2 separate regions of the Hordeum vulgare genome follow, and region 2 is linked to region 1. The links are chromatin contacts, called in public Hi-C maps. All regions are on one chromosome and are shown on one strand. Each heading gives the region's core, a stretch centred on a gene start, on an enhancer-like site or on the middle of the called end of the contact. The rest is flanking DNA. Distances are from core to core; before and after follow the strand shown. Region 1 has its middle 360 kb from the start of LOC123395751. Region 2 holds the start of LOC123395458 (heavy metal-associated isoprenylated plant protein 32-like).

Region 1 (5,320 bases), core at 538-3,037:
TAATATAAACTAAACCTAGGCATAAACCTAATGCGGATAATATGAACAAAACCTAGGTTATACATATAGCCACCAAAAACTACATCTACACACCATAAACTACACCTATTAACAATCACAAAATAAATTTTACTTCAAAACATGCGTACACCTAGTGCAAAAAAAATCTACACAAATACAAAATCATTGCAATAATTAATTGGAGGGATTGGAGGAGCTTACCGGCCTCTTCGATTTGCCCCAAAGAACCAACAAAACGGTTGGGGGAGGAGGGAGATCGAAGGGGGGATCTGGAGGAGGAGGGAGAGCTTTTTCGTAGAGAAAGAGGAAGAAAGATCTGGAGGTGGACGAAGGGACGCGGGGCAGTTACTTATGAGGCCTGCAACGCCAGCCTCCTTGGCGTTTCTGCTAAGGGCTGCAACGTCCAGTGGACTGGCGTTGCACATGAGGCCTGCAACGTCCAGTAGACTCGCGTTTGGCATAAGGTCTGCAACGCCACGGCCTATGACGTTTTCAAAAGGGTCAAAACGTGAAATACTTTCGAACCGAGTTCGTTACGTGATGAACTTGCGCCTTAAGGATCAAAACAGTGAAAAAATCATCTTTATGGCCCAGCCTGACGCGGGTTGTTGTAAATTTGACGAACAGAAGCCGTAGATTCTCTCCACGCCTTTTAACGGACGGTCGGTTTGACCACAGGTCCATCAATCACGTGAAACTATGATATGGATATGTGTGCTCGTACTCGTGCTCGTACTCGTACTCGTACTCGGCAAAGGCATCTATACTATCCATCCCTCGGCGGCTCTGTGTGTTGTTGTGCACTTCTGCCGCACGCAAGCGCGCGCATATGGAGCACCAGTATATGCGGCATGTTCTTCCAAGTCCCAACAGTCTCCAGACCTTAAAAAATGGGAAAAGGCACACGCTAGCAGGGCAGGAGACAAAAACGGGGCAGAGACCGAAGAATGTGCAACATGGTTCGGTACCTTTGGTGCGATTGCGGTGGCCGGCCCGGCCCCGCCCCGCCCCGCCCCGGTTTGACCCTTTTCTTCAGTCACCTCACCTCCGGGCGCTCGTCGGTTCCCGTGCGGTTGGCCCAGAGGCCCCGAGCCACAGGTGCCGGCTGCGCATACCAACCCGTCAAACAAGCGCTTGTAAAAGTGCGTTCGGTGCTCATGCTCACATCACACTGGTGTGAGCGTAGCGAGACTCTTCTGGGCGGGCCATTCTGCTTCGTCCCTGCGCCTAAAGCTAAACATGCATCCGCCATTATGCATGCCAGTCTCCTCCTCATCATATTTTTTTTCTTCTTTTTTGCCCAGTTGCAAGTTTTTCTCGTCTTTTTTTCTCCTTCGCTTGCAAGTACTATAGTAATGCTGTAAAAACATGAATGCTTTCCTTTTATTTTCTGAGGCTAAAAAGGTTGTGCCCATGAAATAGGAAAGCAAAGAAAAACTTGTGTTTTTCCCTTGCCCTCTCTCTATATATCCATAGCCTTCGACGTATGTTATCATTTGTGAAGGGTGGCTGTCCTAGGGGTCACGCAGCTATAGAGAGTGAGCAACTTGGTTGTTGGGGGAATTGAAACTCTACTGATAACGATCGAAGTACCAAGTGGAAACGCTATTTGGAAACCACGATGCCTGCTGCCTCGCCACAAGCAGCAACTTTGCTTTGAATCTCTTCCGATTAGCTTACGTATTCAACTGCACGATCCAGCCCCCCATGGGCCCCATCTACAGATGGCCTACGTTTATTCGATCCGGTCAATCCCTGACAGCACATGTGTGGTTGCATGGTCGAAAAACACTATCAAATGCCATGCATGATAGATAGGTGAGACGTCACATCCATGTGGCGACCACAAGAATCTCCCTGTAGAAAGAATACTGGTGCTGCTCCAAATAACATGGTCAAGATGCTGACATGCAGGAGCACAAAAGCAGCTTAGGTAGCCAAGACCAACTCCACCACGCGACCCCATCCAAACGTCCGTTTGGTTCGGATTTTGTCCGTTTAAGAGCAGACAAGGAGTCGTGTCTGGGCCTGTCCTCCGATGCGGTGGCCGTGGCCCAACGCGCGAACGCATCCTTCGGTCGCATCCTGTTCGCCAAGGTCAATATGACGTATATTCATATTTATTACTATTTTAAACAAGTTTGCATGTCCAAATATCAATTCTCTCTAATAAAAATAATTTTACAACCCAATCAAAATTGCCTCGAATAAAATAGTTTTACAACTAAATCGAAATTGTCTTGAATAAAGATAATTAACCAATACATCTATTGGTTTTCAATATGATCCCACATGTGCTCAACCAAGTCATTTTGAAGCTGCAAATGAGTGTGCCAATCACGGGTTTCATGATGGAATAGGGTAAACTGCTCAAACGTGGCCGGTTCTTGGTGCAGGGGCACAACATTTTTACCTTGAAACTCAAATCCTTGGTCAAAAATGGAGTCATCACGCTCGTCCTCGACGATCATGTTGTGCATGATCACACAAGCAGTCATAACCTTCCAGAGCTTCCCTTCATCCCATGTCAATGCAGGGTTTCGAACGATACCCCATCGGAATTGAAGCGCACCAAAAACACGCTCCACACCCTTTCTAGCACTCTCTTGCATTTGGCCAAATCTCTTTCTCTTCTCTCCTTGGGGGTTTGAGATTGTCTTCACAAAAGATGACCACTGAGGATATATACCATCAGCCAGGTAGCATCCCTTGTTGTAGTGGTGGCCATTGATCTCAAAGTTGACAGGTGGAGAGTGGCCTTCTGCAAGCCTAGCGAACACTGGGGAATGCTGCAGCACGTTGATATCATTGTGAGAACCAGCCATGCCGAAGAAAGAATGCCATATCCAAAGATTGTGCGAAGCCACCGCTTCTAATATGATAGTGCACGCTTTCACATGCCCCTTGTACTGGCCCTGCCAAGCAAATGGACAGTTCTTTCACTCCGAGTGCATACAATCTATGTTGTCGAGCATGCCGGAAAGCCTCTATCGGCGTTGATCGCCAACAACCTTTCTATGTCATCGGCATTTGGCTGCCTGAAGTACTCGGGGCCAAACACCACTACCACGGCCTTGCAGAAGTTGTATATTGACAGCAGACATGTGGACTCACTCATGCACACGTACTCATCGACAAGATCGCCTGGAATTCCATATGCAAGCATGCGAATGGCAGATGTGCATTTTTTATAAGAGGAGAATCCAAGCTTGCCAAGGGCATCCGTTTTGCACTCAAAGAATGGGTCATGCTGAACCAATCCCTCACGGATGCGATTGAACACATGCCTTGACATAAGAAAATGGCGATGGAATTTCTCTGGTTTGAAGAGTGCGGTATTCTGAAAGTATTCACCATAGAGCAAGCCGTGGCCTCGCTCTCTCTCTCTCTCTCGTGCGGTTCAGGTTGGGCGCACGGTCAGGCATTGGCTCCCTGTACAGCGGCCGCTGCCTTTTAATGTGGTCATGAACGACTAGTGCAGCCACCACAAGTTCTTCGTCATCCGAGGACGAATCATCCGATGAAAAAATGAAATGGTTGAAGAAAAATTCATCTCCACTGTCCATACCTTTGTGGGCAAAGTGTCAAACACATTGCGGTCGTGATAGCGAAGAGGCCGTGAATCACCTCGAGGCAGCGGGGGCGGATGGCGGCCGGCTACATGTCGCTCCGTAGCACCCCCGACGGTAGCTGCCGTTGTCGATGGGCGTCGTTGGCGACCGGATAATAGTGGCGGTGCCGACGACGGGGTTGGGTCGGGAGGGCCGGTTGAGGCTTGTGGGAATGAATCGACAGAGTCCCCGACAGGCGGGCCAGGGGAGGACAAGGGTGTGCATCCCACCCGTCTGCGCGCCGTCTGTTTCTCCCCAAACGCCGCGCATGTTTTGTGTGGGGATGGGTTGAAAACGTACATTTGTCCATTTAGGGCCGCGTGTTGGGCCGCGCTATTTGTCCGTTTTACCCCAAACGGACGCACCCGGACCGGATGGGGTCGCGCGCTTGAGTTGGCCTAAGGGAGGAAGCTAATCCCCCAGCGACATGGGATAACCCTAGATCGAGGCGTCCAACCCCCTCTCCTCCCTCCCCTCGGCTCGCCCTCATGAGAGGAGCGGCCGAGCAAGTCGACGCCGGCTCCTGTGAAGGTGGCGGCGGGGCCCTTTCCATTTTCACCTACTTTCTTGCGCGGCGTGTGTCGGACGACACGACTCCTGCCATGGACGACGTGGGATGGGGCCAAGGCGGCGTGGGGGCTCGCGCTCGCGAGATGCACAGCGAGGGCGTGCACATGGGAGGAGGCGCGATGAGGGCGTGCACAATGGTGGAGGCGCGGCGACGGTGCATGCGACGAGGGCGCGTGCGAATGAAGGAGGAATACGACACACACAACAAGGACGGGGCGAGGCACGCGTAGCAAGGACGGAACGAGGCGTGAGGTGCCTTCGGTGGGTGTGCGGCGTCGGCTATGGGTGGGGCCGACCAGATGTGGGCCTTTCCTGGACGTGGCTGGCGCAAGTGGTGGAACGCTTTGCGGCGGTGGCTGCGGGCGGGGACGGCTCTTGGAAATATGCCCTAGAGCAAATAATAAAGTGGTTATTATTATATTTCCTAGTTCATGATAATTGTCTATTATTCATCCTATAATTGTATTAACCGAAAATCCTAATACATGTGTGAATATATAGATCACAATGTGTCCCTAGTGAGCCTCTAGTTGACTAGCTCGCTGATCAATAGATGATCATGGTTTCCTGATCATGGACATTGGATGTCATTGATAACGGGATCACATCATTGGGGAATGATGTGATGGACAAGACCCAATCCTAAGCATAGCAGTAGATCGTGTTGTTCATCTGCTAAAGTTTTTCTAATGTCAAGTGTCATTCCTTAGACCATGAGATTGTGCAACTCCCGAATATCGTAGGAGTGCTTTGGTTGTATCAAACGTCACAACGTAACTGGGTGATTATAAAGGTGCACTAGAGGTATCTCCGAAAGTATCTGTTGGGTTGTACGAATCAAGACTGGGATTTGTCACTCCGTGTGACGGAGAGGTATCTCTGGGCCCACTCGATAATCCATCATCATATTGAGCTTAATGTGACTAAGGAGTTAGCCATGGGATGATGTGTTACGGAACGAGTAAAGAGACTTGTCGGTAATGAGATTGAACAAGGTATAGGGATACCGACGATCGAATCTCGGGCAAGTATCATACCGATAGACAAAGGGAATTGCATACGCGATTGATTGAATCCCCAACATCGTGGTTCATCCGATGAGATCATCATGAAACATG
Region 2 (5,735 bases), core at 2,433-4,932, 830 kb before region 1:
TCGATCATGCGCACGTGGGATCAACTTACCGATTGGTCACCCATCCTGGAGTTCTGTTCGAATGGGTTTCCGAAAAAGAAGGAATTCCTTATTGATATGAGTAGTCTATCATCCCTAATAAGCGAGACTATCACAATTTATCTCTAGTACAATATACTTTTGCACGAAAAAATATGACCACGTTTGTCAAATATAGGACCGATATTTATCATGACAAGTAGAGGTTGCTAAAGTTCATTGTGCAAAATTGTTTTAACCATGATACTTTTGTAATAGAACAATTCAAAAATGGTAAAATACGAAGTTCATCTAGATGCCAAGGACATGTGAGCGATCACCATCTTTTGTGTGCGTAAGTCTATTTAAAACAACATCAAGAATGCATTCCGGTTGGTAAAGAATACGCCTCGATTCAACTCAAGTCCATATGCAACCGATTGTACTTTCGTTTGTCACATGATTTATCCATTTTGCATTTCGGTTCGAAACGGGTGACGAAAAAACAAGCATCGGCTTTTCAGGCCCCAGGGGTGGGGGTGGGGGTGGGGGATTAGAAGCCACAATTATGCGACTTAACTTCTCCTTTCACACACATTCACAAAGAAAGTGTGATCACTTGGCTTGGACGCATGGGATGTGGTACCACTCATCAGTGTAGTCATGACTAGGAACTTGTTTAACGAGCATGGCTCTTGCTTGGTCCTTGTTAGCACTCCATGGGAAGCTTAAAGTGCTGGTGGAAAAACAATGTGTGGTCGATGATGTCAAACATGCGCGCATGCACCATGTTAACGATGACTAAGTCGTAATTACTCCGAGACACGGACCTTAGGGACTGCATGTCGAGTATGCGATCTTTTCTTGCAAAGAGTTAATAGGTCAAACTAAGACATTAACATCCCCTCAACATGTTAACCAAATGACTTTAGTTGGTAAATATGATATCAGTTAGTACATTAACATGTGAGATGTTGACTACATACCCATGAAAAACAACATGATCCTTAGCAAGGAGGTGGAGAATACATAATAATATGGTGAAACATTTATACAAAATACCTATCCCAAACACACGAGGTAATCTTAGACAAGCAAGCAAAATCCAACCACGAAATAATTTGATCCATGGAAAGCACCGTTGTGCTAAGATCATACATATAAAATGTGGAAACGTTAAGGATAACCATTAGATGTTATGTTTAGTGCAAAGCCGTTTTTTCCTCCTTGGATATTATGATTTCTACCAAACGCTTTGTTTGTTCAACCCGAGATGGTGGTGAGGGTTGGGGTTAGGCTTCACATTTTTTTCACTTTGCGTCTTTAGGATTGTAATGTGAATACTGTAAAGAAGGATGTGAAGACGATAGTCTAAAGTTAGTAAGTATCGGTGGCAGTGACGTGTCATTACAACCATCGCTTTGTTGGTATGATGGTGTGGGCTAGTCGCCACACATATTTGCAAGTTAATGATTGTGTGAGTGGTTTGCTGGCGAAAAGCTAACCACGAGAGCGTAACAAGGGCTCAAGCGAGCTCGAACAAAGCTGATGTAGAGCTGCGGAAGTGAAAATATGTGGAAGGAAACACAACTATGTTTGAGAAAACCCGACAAAATGAAAGAATATGATGATCAACGAGGTATGCGGTGTAGGTGGGAAAGTAGTGTTGGTTGCAATTGGCTTGACGACAATTTGGTGCTCACCTGCACATGTTGTGAAATGGATGAGCACTATAGACAATATATGTTATAACAGATGTATGCTATATTGTTCTAAGTAGGAAGTACATCAACAACACTTAGGAATGATCACTATTGAACAATGACGTCTTTAACTAAAATTGTCGGTTGCGCTAGAAACTAGGGATAATTCTTTAGATATTTGTCCTACATAGATCACATGTGTAAATTTTTGTACACACATTACACACTCACTCGCCGCTTTTACTTATAACGACTATGCATGGAATAAGCTATAATGAAAAATCTAGTGTGTGGTTTTACTCATGTTGTCCTCCCTTGGTAGCTATACATTATAGCCGTATAAGAATATGGTATATCACCTTTTGGTTGGCGGGATAAATCAAGACCTAACGGTATGCATCCGTAGTGTTAAGGCATGCTCCTACAACTCTCTAGCCTAGCGCTATGCACGTGAAGCATTAAATCAGACATGTGGTACGCTTTGCATAGAATTCTAACATATAACGTTAAACCGAGCTAAAAATGAACTATCTCATCTCTTTCGTTGCGTGTATATTGAAAGTTTTGACTGTGTCTTTTATTTGAAAAGAAGACATCAATCCAACCTAACATAATGCATGAAATATGTTTCAACCTGATAAATATGATCGAACTATCTTCTGGTTGGTCGACTGTTTCATAGCTTGCATGAATTTGTTCAAAAGAGTCTCATTGCGCTTTGCATAAACCAGTCGACTTAACACATTCAACTAAATAATCATCAAACATCTATATGAAACATGTTTGCATCCTGACAATCACTACGTAATGAGCAGTGACGTCTTTCACTAAATTTGTTGGTTGACATATCAAATAAGGATGATTCCGTGGAGATTTGTCGGATGTGCGGTAGAGTACACCCATCCAACTTTTCGTACGAACGCAACTCAATCACTCTTTACATTTGTCAATAAATATGCGAGAAGTAAACTATAACGGAAAATCTAGTGACTCTGGTTGTACTCATGCTATCGTCATACGGTATCTACATGTTAAAAACTGATCAGAATGAGCTAACTCATGTTTTGATTGGCGGGAAACATTCAAAACCTAACGGTATGCATGGAGAGCATTAGGGTGTGCTCTTGTAACTTGAGAACCTAACAATATGCGCGTACAACAATACAAATCGGACTCAGGATATTAAGCCAAGCTAAAAAATAAACTAACTCATGTTTTGATTGTGCTTATGTATCCTAACGTAGGGTTTTGACGTAATGTTTTTTCTTGGCAAAGGAGGTATCACCCCAGCCTCTTGACTCAACGTATGGAAAGCATTGCTTGTGAATAAGAATGAGCAAGCTCGTCTTCTCACACCGAGGATCCTAACATTCTGGTTGGCCAAACGTTACATAGACTTGCATGAATTTTGCTCTACCCAATCTTAAAACACTTTGCTTAACCAGGCCGTCATAATGCACTCAATTAAACAATTATTCCCTTCGTAAAGTAATATAAAAGTGTTTAGATCACCTTTCTTAGTTATCTAATTTTTTTTATATTAGTTTACAGGGGAATACCAAACATCCGTATGAAACTTGTTTGCATATGTAGTCGAGGTTCAAATCCACTTTCTCATCCCACATTGGCGTTCCTAGACCAAGCAGTGAAATACAAGCGGCACATAAACTTAAGAGAAAATATTCCTCTGATGAGCAGTTATGTGCACGTCCCAAGAGAAATAGTAGGATCTGCAGTCTAACTGAAGTCACAGAGAGGGAGTGATAGTAGTATGAAATTGGCAGTTGAACAATGTACAAGACTTGCATGTACGCTTTTGCAAGAAAGAAAAGAAAAAGGGAAAAGAAAACGGGGGGGGGGGGGGGGGGGACATCGGTAAGCGCAGTAGCACTAGTAGTATAACATCCGGGTACCCTCACATGTTGAACATCTCCCTGTACTTACTGACAAGTGACAAAGGGTATTTAATTGCGTAGGAGTAGGATTTTCTTTGACACACAATCGGCGGAGGGCGAGGGCAGGGCAAAGGGAAAGGCTTCCGCTCCAGTGCCAAAGGCCAAAGTCGAAATAAAAGGGTAAGCAGATGAAGGATGGTGCCCGTGCTCATTAGCTAGCGAGAGAGTCCTCCTCTCCTCTCGCCTTCTCCAACCCTTCTTCCATCTCTGGACCACACAGGCTTAATAGACCAAGCCAACACCCAAACTCTAATAAGCCCTGTTCCTTTTCTCTCTCCCTCCGTCGCACTTCTTCTTTCTTTTGTGTGTGTGAGTGTGAGTGTGTGTGTGTGAGGAGATATTATATTGCAGGACACCAAGTTATCTCCAGCGACAAGGCATTTTTTTCTTCTCTCTCTCCCTTCTGATCATACCATACCTTGTCACTCCCTCCCTCCCCTTGTAGAGAGCAATGTTTTCCTGGTTGTTGTTTGTAATTGTTCCTGCCCTGATTTGAGGCCTCCGTGTGACAGATCTGGTTGCTGGGGGTGCGACGTCGTCAGAGATGAGTAAGGAGGAAGTGCTCAAGATACAGGTGCGTTCTTGCTTCGTCCCGACTCAAGACATTCCGTGTCCCTTCTTGTTTTTGCTGCCATTCTTGATTGATTAGGCACGCACGCAGCTTTACTTTGCTTTTCTTTTCACCTGTGTTTCCTCCCGTGTCCCCTGCTATCTTGTTTTCCAAACCTCCTTGTTTTGCTATTTTGGTGACCCTGTGTTCTCTGTTCCTCCGGAATTCCCAGACTTGCGTGCTCAAAGTGAACATCCACTGTGATGGCTGCCAGAAGAAGGTCAAGAAGATCCTGCACAAGATTGAAGGTGACAACATAAGTTTTTTTTTTATGTTATGTTAATCTAATTGCTTCCGTTGCGCTCTTGCGTATTCTCTCTGCATTTTTTCTAGTAGTTAATTTCATTCATCTAACGGAGATGTGGTGAATTCTTCGTCAGGGGTCTACCAATCCAGCATAGACCCGGAGCAGGGGAAGGTGACGGTGTCTGGCATGGTGGATCCGGACACCATCATCAAGAAGCTGACCAAGGCTGGCAAGCCAGCCCAACTCTGGGGGTCAAAGGCTGGCATGGCTAACCAGTTTCAGAAGCTCCACCTTGATGGTGGTGGCAAGGGCCAGGCCAAGGACGCCGGTGGCAAGGGCCAGCCCAAGGACGCCGGCGGTGCCAAGGGCCAGAAGGGCGGAGGCGGCGGCGGCGGCGCCGGAGGTGGTGGCAAGGACGCAAAGATGATGATGCCGCAGCCGACGGCGCAGCAGCTTCAGCAGCTGCAACAGCAGATGCAGATGAAGGGACTGAAGCTGCCGCAGTTCATGGACGGGAAGATGCCGTTCGCGGCGGCCGCGCCCGTCAAGGACCCCAAGTCCGTCAAGTTCAACCTCCCCCCAGAGGATGAGTTTGGGGACGACGGCAGCGAGTTCGACGACGACTTCGACGACTTCGACGACGAGGATGATTTTGACGATGACGGCCTCGACGACGATTACTTGGACGACCCCAAGATGATGATGAAGCCGATGGCTATGCCACCGAACGCCGGTGGGGGAGACAAGAAGGGCGGCAACAATGGTGCCAAGAAGGGTGGCAACGAGATCCCCGTGCAGATCAAGGGGAACCCCAACAACGGCGGTGGCGGTGGCGGTGGCGGTGGCAAGAAAGACGCAGGTGGCAAGCAGAACCAAGGTGGCGGGGGCGGCAACGGCAACGGCGGTGGCAAAAATGGAGGTGGTGGCCAGCCGAACAACGGCAAAGGAGGAGGAGGCGGAGGCGGAGGAGGAGCCCCCGGCCAACCTGGGAAGAAGGGCGGCGGCGGTGGCCCCGGCCTCGGTGTCGGTGGACCGATGGGCATGCCGCCGCAGCAGCAGGCCATGATGAGGCCTAACATGATGGGCGCTGCCGGCTTTCCTGGTATGGGCCCGATGGGAGGGCCCATGGGCCACCACCCCCACATGGGAGGCGCGCAGGGCGGTGGCGGAGCCGCTCATGGCATGCCGGCCGGTGGCATGCCTCCACCTGGGTTCTACCAGGG

The links. A called contact is a pair of places that touch in the nucleus more often than the background predicts.
Region 2: a Hi-C map of seedling shows a contact between it and region 1, with 2.2 times the contacts expected there. The contact joins the promoter of LOC123395458 here to the enhancer-like site in region 1. A contact is called at or near these places in 1 of 6 Hi-C or Micro-C datasets (seedling) and 1 of 1 datasets of contacts at active chromatin or transcription factors (embryo).

The regions. Positions count from the first base shown.
Region 1 is chr5H:276,628,843-276,634,162 of MorexV3_pseudomolecules_assembly, reverse strand. No RefSeq gene overlaps it. Among protein-coding and RNA genes, the nearest start is that of LOC123395751, 360 kb to the right of the region's middle. Within about 2 kb of position 1,787, at least 3 of the 3 cell types and tissues checked have open chromatin away from gene starts, as enhancers often do. A contact at or near this core is called in seedling, where this site is marked.
Region 2 is chr5H:277,460,154-277,465,888 of MorexV3_pseudomolecules_assembly, reverse strand. LOC123395458 (heavy metal-associated isoprenylated plant protein 32-like) reads left to right here and starts at 3,682. Exons shown (of 4, transcript XM_045090462.1): 1 at 3,682-3,775; 2 at 4,168-4,229; 3 at 4,438-4,513; 4 at 4,646-5,735. The coding sequence starts at 4,200.